Regions from separate parts of the Gossypium hirsutum genome. Here region 1 is linked to region 2. The links are chromatin contacts, called in public Hi-C maps. All regions are on one chromosome and are shown on one strand. The core of a region is the stretch at or near the end of the contact, and the rest is flanking DNA. Distances in the headings are between cores, read along the strand shown.

What was found. A called contact is a pair of places that touch in the nucleus more often than the background predicts.
Region 1: a Hi-C map of fibers shows a contact between it and region 2, with 2.7 times the contacts expected there. The contact joins the enhancer-like site here to the promoter of LOC107917879 in region 2. A contact is called at or near these places in 15 of 34 Hi-C or Micro-C datasets (callus, cotyledon, fibers and 3 more).

What each region holds. Positions count from the first base shown.
Region 1 is chrA01:19,422,374-19,426,972 of Gossypium_hirsutum_v2.1, forward strand. No RefSeq gene overlaps it. Among protein-coding and RNA genes, the nearest start is that of LOC107917330, 22 kb to the right of the region's middle. Within about 2 kb of position 2,433, at least 5 of the 9 cell types and tissues checked have an H3K27ac peak or open chromatin away from gene starts, as enhancers often do. A contact at or near this core is called in cotyledon and fibers, where this site is marked.
Region 2 is chrA01:19,326,840-19,332,096 of Gossypium_hirsutum_v2.1, forward strand. LOC107917879 (RING-H2 finger protein ATL80) reads right to left here and starts at 3,626. Exons shown (of 1, transcript XM_016847259.2): 1 at 2,608-3,626. The coding sequence starts at 3,450. The coding sequence ends at 2,881. LOC107917877 (monosaccharide-sensing protein 2) reads left to right here. Exons shown (of 6, transcript XM_016847258.2): 4 at 1-246; 5 at 447-634; 6 at 728-1,323. The coding sequence ends at 1,172.

The DNA of each region.
Region 1 (4,599 bases), core at 1,183-3,682, 94 kb after region 2:
TTGGACTTAATGATTGAGTCAGGTGAGGGGTGTTACAAATCTCCACTATAGCGATGCCGACATTTTAATTATCAGTACATTAGGATAAGAGGTTTGCTTTAGCGAGACCACTATTTCAATTATCTTTTTTTTAACTAAAAATATTTCGTTTGCTTATGTTTTATTAAGTTAGGCTTGTAACCATATTTTTCTTTTAGATAGGCATGTAGCCTTGTTTTGTAACTTTGAACAACTTTGAATTTGGATTAAAATCCATTTGAAAGGATTTTATCAACTTTGACTTTGATGAATTTAGCAATTCCAAAGGTGAAATAATTTTGATCTCTTAATAACATTGCTTCTTGATTCTTTATAATTAAGGGGTCAATATTAGTCCTAATTGACATTATTGGTTCCTACTTGTTTATAAACGAGTCAATGGCCCATGTTATTGAAAACTTTTCTGAGGATTTTATTTCCATTCATGGTTGCTTGGTTTCATAGCAAGTGCATGAGATCAAAATTTGATCTCTAATTTTAATTATAAAAAAACATCCAATTTCACTACAATTATCATAAACAAAACATCCCATTTTAATTATAATTGCATATAGCTTTCTCATATGATCTCCAATTTCAATTAATTGTTTTGAGGTGGCGAGTTGGACTAGTACAGAGATAAGTTAGGAGACATTTGAGTACAGTTTTTAATACTTAAACTAATCTAAAATTAATATTTTCAGTCATGTTTCATAATATATAATAAAAGAAATGATGAAAAATGCTTTTTATTACTTTGTACAATTTATTTCAATTATTTTGTAACATGCAAATTCTATGGGCGAAGTTGTGGCTTTTCCTAATGGACCCATCACAAGAAGCAAAGCATGACAAACTAAATTCATTCATTCATTCAACAATTTATTTCCAACACCTAAAGGAATTCCATCAACATTATGATGTCGTGCAAAACAATTTCTCTTACATAAATTTAAGCATTTTGAATAAATTTCCTAAGTGTGAGGAAAATTGAAATAAATTTTATCTTAGATAAATAAACTTTTTTTTAAAACTAGTTTTATTTAGCTATTATCATTTTATTTATCTTACATAATTATGTTTTTTTTTAATTTAAACTAGTCTTATTTAGTTTTTTATTTATCTTAGATAGCTTTTTCTTTTTAATAACCTAATTTTATTTAGATTTTTTTAGCTAATTAGACTTTTTTTTTAAATTTAAACGAGTTTATCTTTGTATTTCAAATGCTATGTGCTAGCCTATAGATAGGAGCCTTGGACTATATTATTTGAATCAAGTCGGATTGTCCAGTCAGATTGGGAATCAAAAATCATTTGGGGTACTAGTTTTAATAACTTTGGATTTCACATTAATATTATCCTTTAAATTTTCTTTAATATGGTATAAATTTTTTAATTATGATTTGAAATTTGTCTTACTATATTTGAATTTTTAATAATTAATATATTTTAATTATGATCAATAATTTGAATAAAAATTAAAAAAACTAATTACAATAGTTAAAATACATTGTTTAAAAAATAAATTTAAAAATTAAACGAGAAAATTCACATGTATCACTAGAAACTAGTAATTTTTCATTCATAGTCAAATGCATTTATTATAACTTTGATTTGATAGTATGCCTTTAAGTTTACTTTGATAGCATGTTTTCTTAGTTTCTTGGTGTTTTTCATTCTTTTTACATTGGGCAATTTTCTAATCAGAACTGAGATTTTGCGTAGGTAATTGATACGATGGAGAGCGAGATGGCGACACTTTCCATTGAGGAGGGAGAAGATGAGTCACGAAAAATCAATTTGAGAGATGATGGCACTGAGGCCAGTTTAGATTTCTATGTGGTGGGTAGTTCTCTTATTACGAGTGTCATTCAGTTCAAGCCATGCGAACCACATTGGTTAGTCTGTGGCACCCTCTTGGGGAGTAACGATCACAGATCTAAACAAAAAGAGATTTATTTTTTTTGTTTTATTATGAGATTGATCTTGGCAAAGTCTTGAAGGGGAGCCCATGGACGCTCAATAATCATCTACTGGTTTTTCATTTATTAAAGCACGTGGAAGACCCACTGCAAGCTCCTTTATTTCATGTAGATTACTGGGTCTAGATACATGATATCTTGGTTAGTTTAGTGTCTAAAGATATGGCAAAACAGTTTGGGGATTTTATTGGTTAGTTTCTATACTACAATGCGAAGTCTATATGTAGGGGATTTCAGGGCTATATGAGAACTCGTGTTAGGATCAATATCTCAAGTCCATCGAAGTACAGGAAAAAAACTGTTCTATCCCAGAAAAATTGTGTATGTGCTCGTTTCCAGTATGAGAGGCTAACTATTTTTTACTTTTTGTGTGGGCGGTTGGGCCATATGGAAGGTTTTTGTCCGATCATAATTATTCATAGTCTGAACGAATTGCCACTATAATGGGACATTTCACCAAAGGTCATACTCAGAAGATCAATGGTGTCCAAGAGTTGTTGATTATGTGAGGAGGGTGATGTTTCTTTCTCAGTGATTATGGGAACTTTTTCTGATAAGGAAAAATCAGTTACTAAGGATGATATTTAGGGATTATTTCGAAATCCTGATTTCCTTAATCATGTTGAGCTAATTTAGGCGTAAATCTAGGAAGTAAAAAATCGAGAGATATTGGGGAAATTGCAAGTGTTAATCTGAACATGGGCCCGGATGGTGAGGACCGCCCAATGGATATTGCTGAAGGTAAGAAATGTCCTCGAACTACACCATCTTCTTTTATTTCTGCTGCTCGGGATTCAGGGAAGACTTTTACTAAATAGTCAAATGTTTAATTATTTGAGATATCGGTTTGTTCTGCGACGCAGGGCAGCCAGAAGTAATAAACTCTTAATTTGAAATGTTCGGAGGCTAGGGCACCCTCAGTTGATTTATCGCCTTTGGTATATGCTGAGGGAGACTAACTCCATTGCAACTTTTTTCATTGAAACAAAGCTACAAAGTTCAACAATGGAAAAGGTTAGGCAAAGTTGAGGCTTTGCGAATGAGATAAAAGTTAGTTGCGATGATACTAGAGATGGTCTATCATTATGCTGGAAATAGGGTTGTAAGATTTCACTTTGCAATTTTTCAACGAGTCATATTGATGTCATGGTAAAAGATGAATCGAAGGGTAATAGTTAGAGGTTTACGGGGTTCTAAGGGCGTCCTAAGGGAAATCTTCGCAATCAATATTGGGAGTTGCTTTGGGATTTATTTGGAAGAGATAATTTTCCATGGCTTGTTCTGGAAGACTTTAATGAAATAACTTACTCCTATGAAAAGCAACGAGGTAGTTTAAGAAGTGAAAAGAGTATAGAGGCTTTCCGTTTAGCACTTGGTGAATGTGAACTCTCGAACTTGGGCTATAACGGTCAGTGGTTTACATGGGAGCGTGGCAAGCTTCCTTACGTTAATATTCATGAAAGACTTCATAGGGGATGGTGAACATGGAGTGGTGTGAAATGTTCCCTAATTTTATAATGCAGCATTGTGCGCATACTATTTCTGAACATTGTCCTTTTTACTCAATACTGGTTGTATCGACAGTTTTCATGAGACTAGGTAGTAAGGTTTTAATTTGAAGCAACTTAGATTGTAGAGGACTCATTTAAAGAGTGGTTAAGAGGCTCTGGTCTGTGTCGAAAGGTACTGTTCTCAAACGTATTAAATTTGTTGGCCATAGTTTAAAAGCTTAGGCCAAGAATTTGCGACATTCTTCAAAATTGGTTTTCAGTAATTTACAGAAGCGAGTGGATGAATTAAATATGACAGACCTGGATGATAATATTCTGGAGATATTTATTGTAACCAAGATGCATTTGAATATGGAGATTGACAAGGGTGAAAGATACTAGGAGCAATGGGCGAGGGCCAATTGGTTGAGTAATGGGGATTGCAGCACGACTTATTTTCATAAATTTGTTTCCAGCACAGACAAATAAAAATGATTGATCATATTGAAAATCTCAACCGGCTAGGTGTTACAGATGACAATAGAATTGAACAAGTTGTTTGTCATTATTTCATTGATCTCTTTACTTCGCATGAGCAAGGAGATACAGGTCAAATCCTATCGGGCATTTCTAGTCATGTTATTGATGGCATGAATGGCTTCCTACGGTCACAGTTCAAATAAGACGAGATTTTGATAGCCTTAACAGCATGCACCCTACTAAGGCACCGAGTAATGATGGTATGTCTGCCCTCTTCTATCAAAAGTATTGGCATATTATTGGTGATGATGTTCATAAATTTTGCTTAGCATTATTGAATAGTGGTTTATCAGTTTCTAACATAAATCAAACCAATATAGTATTAATTCCAAAGTAGGCTAATCCCCATAATATGACCCATTTTTTGCTAATTAGTTTTTGTAATTTATTGTTTAAAATTATTTCCAAGGCCATTGTAACCATATTACAGGTGATTATTCCCCATTGTATAGATGAGTCACATAGTGCTTTTATGATTGGGAGGCTGATTATATATAATATAGTGGTGTCTTTCGAGTTGCTGCATTCTTTCAAGAAAAGAAGAGTAGGTCGAAGGGGTTCATTTATGC
Region 2 (5,257 bases), core at 2,376-4,875:
CGACGTGGCTCTCTTGTATCACTTCCAGGTAATGATATGCCTGCAGAAGGTGAGTTTATCCAGGCAGCTGCACTAGTGAGCCAACCTGCTCTTTATTCCAAGGAGCTTATGGATCAGCATCCTGTTGGACCAGCAATGGTTCATCCAGCTGAAACTGTCTCAGAAGGACCAGTTTGGACTGCTCTCCTTGACCCGGGAGTCAAACGTGCTTTATTAGTTGGGATTGGGATTCAGATTCTTCAGCAGGTACTCAGCAGTTATATTTTTGGACTTCATTTTCTCTACAAAGTTTATAGATTTTAAATAGCAGTGGCAGCTTGTTACATAACAATGTTTGTGAATTTGTACTTCAAACAGAGAAGTTTGAATCTTGTATTTATCAGTTGAGGCTAATTGCATTATGATTCCCATGGTAAGTTAAAATAATTTTCGAAACTCGCATGTAGTTTTCCGGCATTAATGGAGTTCTCTACTACACTCCTCAAATTCTTGAAGAGGCAGGTGTTGAAGTGCTTCTTTCAAACTTGGGCCTTGGTTCAGATTCTGCATCATTTCTTATTAGTGCATTTACAACCTTGCTGATGCTGCCCTGTATAGGTGTAGCCATGAAACTCATGGATATATCAGGCAGAAGGTAATCTCAGTTTCTCTTAATATTCTCCTTAACACCCCTTCTCTTTTTTTATCCTTAAAAATGGAAAGAAACTAATACTTGTATCGTTTGCAGGCGGCTGCTACTCACCACGATCCCGGTGCTTATAGTGTCACTGATCATTCTAGTTTTTAGTGAACTTGTGGATTTGGGCACAGTTGTGAATGCTGCCATCTCAACTGCATGTGTTATTGTTTACTTCTGCTGCTTTGTGATGGGCTATGGACCAATACCAAATATCCTCTGCTCTGAGATCTTTCCAACAAGGGTCCGGGGGCTTTGTATTGCAATCTGTGCTTTGGTTTATTGGATCGGAGACATCATTGTTACTTACACACTGCCAGTGATGCTGAGTTCTATAGGCCTAGCGGGCATCTTCGGGATATATGCTGTTGTATGTCTGATATCGTGGGTGTTTGTGTTCTTGAAAGTACCAGAGACCAAAGGAATGCCACTTGAAGTCATTACCGAGTTCTTTGCTGTTGGTGCAAGACAAGCTGGTGCTACAAAGAATGAGTGAAGTCACACTGCTTTCAATGGTGTCAAATTCTTTTTTCAATTTCAGCTGTTAAGCTTTCAACATTTTTGTTCCTTCTTGTTGCTTTGAAAATGAGGGATCCTCTTATTCAAACATTAAAATTATAAAATTTTCCCACTAGAAATTGAGTTTACGTGTATTTTTCATGGTGAACCACCCTTTTTAACTTGGATTTCATAAACAATAATTGCATCAACCAGGTCTGTGGTGGTATATAGGTCCTGCCGCCTAGACGACTAGGGTTCTCTTATGATAATAAAATAAAAGACGGTCAGAGAGAGGCAGGACTTCCAATCCCATCGTATCTCAGTTGATTGGTTATTCTGCTCCATTAGTGGACCATCCACCTTATTTTAATGGACGGCTTGAAATCAAAGGCACATATTATATGTTTTACTAATGAAGTAAATTTTCATGGTAACAGGCATAAAGAAGAGTGGACTAGAATATACTATCTTTGTTAGGTCAAGACAAGAGTTAATTACTAGTTTAAAAATTCCCAATTAGTGGCTTATATGCACTTTTGTTCCTATCACCCTGTGTATAATAATAAATACAAGTATGATCGTTAGTGATGCATTCAATTTTTAGCACCACCCACCCCACCGCCACCTTTCAATCACAAATTCCATTTCACAAGTTGCCAAAATCAGTTACATTTACTCAGAATGGAAACAAATGCCTGCTTTCCTTCCATCTTCCTAAATCCTGGAATTAATAAATTAATGAAACCTTTTGCTCACCATCATCATATCTCTTGGATTGCACCCAATGGACTTGGGAAGAAGTTGGGTTTTCATTAATTTTGACCTATTTTTAACCCATGTAGAAAGTGAAAGCTTTTTTCAATGCTGAATATAATAACATATCCAACCCAAGAGGAATGATTTTATTTTTAGGTACTTTTTAACCTGTAGTGAGTGAAGAGTAAGTGGAGGTGGAACAAGAATCTTGATGCCCCTGCCCAGCCCCACAGCCACCAAACAAGGGGAGGATAAAAGACCCCCCCTTCCCCAAAAGCCAAAAATAAAGCATAAACCACTTGTTTAACGTTGAGCTACCCACTTTATACTTTGCTAATCAGATAGCCTAAAAGTGATGAAGAAAAACAAAAGAGATGGACTCTTATCACCTACTGTTTCCAAATATTTTCTCTTCATCACATGCCCCTTTTTACCTTTTATTATTTCTATTACAGGTAAAATTTCCAACCCTCGTTTCATCGGAATATATTTAAATCAAATCCCAGCCTGAAACCGGATTCACTTGGGAGGACCACATCAAAGCAAAGAACAAGACATGCTTTACAAGTGAAGAAAATATCATGGATGAGCCCAGATAACATCTATATATTACTAAATTGCAATTTTTTGATGGTGGGTATGATTCAGGTAAAGGGAACAGAGAGGAGTTCGTCTTACAGGAATTTCATATTCTGATTTTCTGCCTATAATTATATTTCACAAATATATATATTATGTTCAACTTTACATACATAAATACACCAAATCAAATACTATTACATACAATTCAAATCAATCAAAACCTAAATGTTCCTATTAGGAATAGTAGTGGTATTAATAATAATCATTGGCGGTGGTAATTAGCTAATGAAAAACCTAACCTAACATGATTTCACTTGGAAAAGAAAGAAAAAAAATGGAGGAACCCAGAAGGTGGCTTGGGTTGGCTAGGGCAGGAATCTATTCACATCATCTTCACGCTCTTTCAATCTAGCCTCAGTGTTAGTTCCGGAAGTTGAAGCACCCGGGCCGGGTAAACCCCCACACTTTTGGCACCTGGCAACCAGAATCTGACGGCAGGAAGGGCATGAAGAATGGGAGCCCAGCCAGGTGTCGATGCAGACGACGTGGAAGCCATGGCCGCACTGTGGAAGAACCCGGATTTCGTCCCCTGCGGCGAACTCCGTGAGGCATATCGCGCAGTCGGAGAATTTGGCGGAGAAATCAGGTGAGAAGGTAGCCTTAGGGAGGGACTTGAGGATCTTCTTCTTGAGGCCCTTGTTAGCAGGAGGGGGGGGACGGGATGAAGCAGAGGGATTGGGAGCAAAGGCACCGGAGAGACGGCGAAGCCAGGCGCAACGAGCGACAGCAATGAGACCGAGGACGCAAATAAGGGCACATAGGAGAGCTGCAAGGATAACGACGAAGTCGGAGTCGACGGTTGCCGCTTGTTCAGGTGGCGGCTCAGTAGTGGCCGAGGAGTTGGCGGCGCCAAGGAGCCTAAAAGGACGAGTCATGTGAAGAGAGAGAGAGAGAGAGAGAGAGAGAGAGAGAGAGAGAAGTGGGTTTGGTTCAAGCGTATTTAAAATGTATCAAAGACTGCGTTTGTCTTGTGTTAGTTCCAACCTTTTTCTCCGTCTATGTCATGATTTATAATAAATCTCCCTTCCCTTCCCTTCTATCCTTTTCTTAGTGAATGCTCATTTAAATTACTTCACTATGATATATATAAATTATATAATAAAAATATTTGGTACGAATTTTTAGATTATACAAATGTAAAGTAGAATAAAATATTATTTTTTTAAATTACTTAGACAATATGAATATGTGAAATACTCACCCATTATATAAAATATGAAAATCAAACAATTCATTATAAAATTAAAAACAAATTATACCATTTCTGAAACCTTCCAAAAAAATTTACCAAAATTCAAGGTTGGGTCGACAGGACTGTTGACTATTGAGAGTCCACTAAGAAGCTTAAATGGTGTTTATAATATCATTTCAAAAAGCAGAGGAGAAATGTAATTTAAAAATAGGAGCATAGATCAATGTAAAAAATAATCAATTAATAATAAAAATTAAATTCTTTTCCTATAAAAACCGCAAAAATTGAATTAAGCCACTTCCTCATGTAGCCCCAATAACCAAGAACGAATTTATTGGGTTTTTTACCTATGTATTATAAAAATTAAATAAATTATTTAAATAGTATGTTAAATAAATTATGTACAAAAATGGTATATCCAAAAAATACTGATACATTTGACTGAAAAAAATTATTAAAAAAATTGCTAATGGCAACTAAATAGGTGGCACCTAAAGAAATACGGGTTAAATACGACCCGTACCCGACCTACTGTCACAAAAGGATAGGAAAACTAAGCAGCACTGGTCATGCCTACTAGAGAGGCAGCACACCCCTGGTCACGCCGTTTCCCCAGGCGGCACACCTGTGGCTTGTCAGCGATGGGACGTGTCGGATGGCATGCCGGTGAGTTGTATTTTTGGGGACCATTATAAGGTCCCCAATGTCCTATTTTTTGCTGAAAGAGAGAAGAAAATCTTTAAAGAAGAGAAGAAGAGGAAGGAGAGAGCCGGAAGGGGAAAAAGAAAGAAAAAAAGAGAAGCCGAATAGAGAGAGAGGGAAGGAGAAAGAGAAGGAAAAAAATAAATAGAAAAGGAAAGGAGAGATTGTTGTTTAGAGAAGACTTGGTGTTTAAAAAAATCATAAAAGATAATTTTTTTATTTAATAATTTTTTTGTTATAAGTAAACGTTAATTTGTTTTTGTTGTTATTGTTGATTTAATTCGGATTTAATTTTTAATTTTATTTTTGTAAGATATTATTTGGTTAAAAAGAGCTATTAACGTATGTTTGTATTTATTTTATATTTTCATTCATTCATAAGTTATTTTTAATGTTTATTAAAGTAAAAAACCCTATTTATGTTATGTGTAAAGAATGTGTTATTTTTTTATGTAATTTATTTGTTATGTGTGTTTTAGGTTGATTAAATTTATTTTTTATGTAATTTATTTCGCATGTTATTTTGATTATTTTAATATATATTTTTTAATTTTTTATGTAGGTAAAAGATGAGACCATTGATATGGAATTTGTGAATGGGACCATTAAGTTGGAATTTATGAGATAAATCAGGAATAATAGTTTACATATTGTAATTTTTTAAGATTTTATAATTAAGAATAAGTGTTTATGTTTTTAAATTTTATTTTAAATTTTTTTATAAATATTATAAATGAAATTTCTTTTAAATCTTTCGATGCAAAATTTTTTTTTTGACAATAATTAAG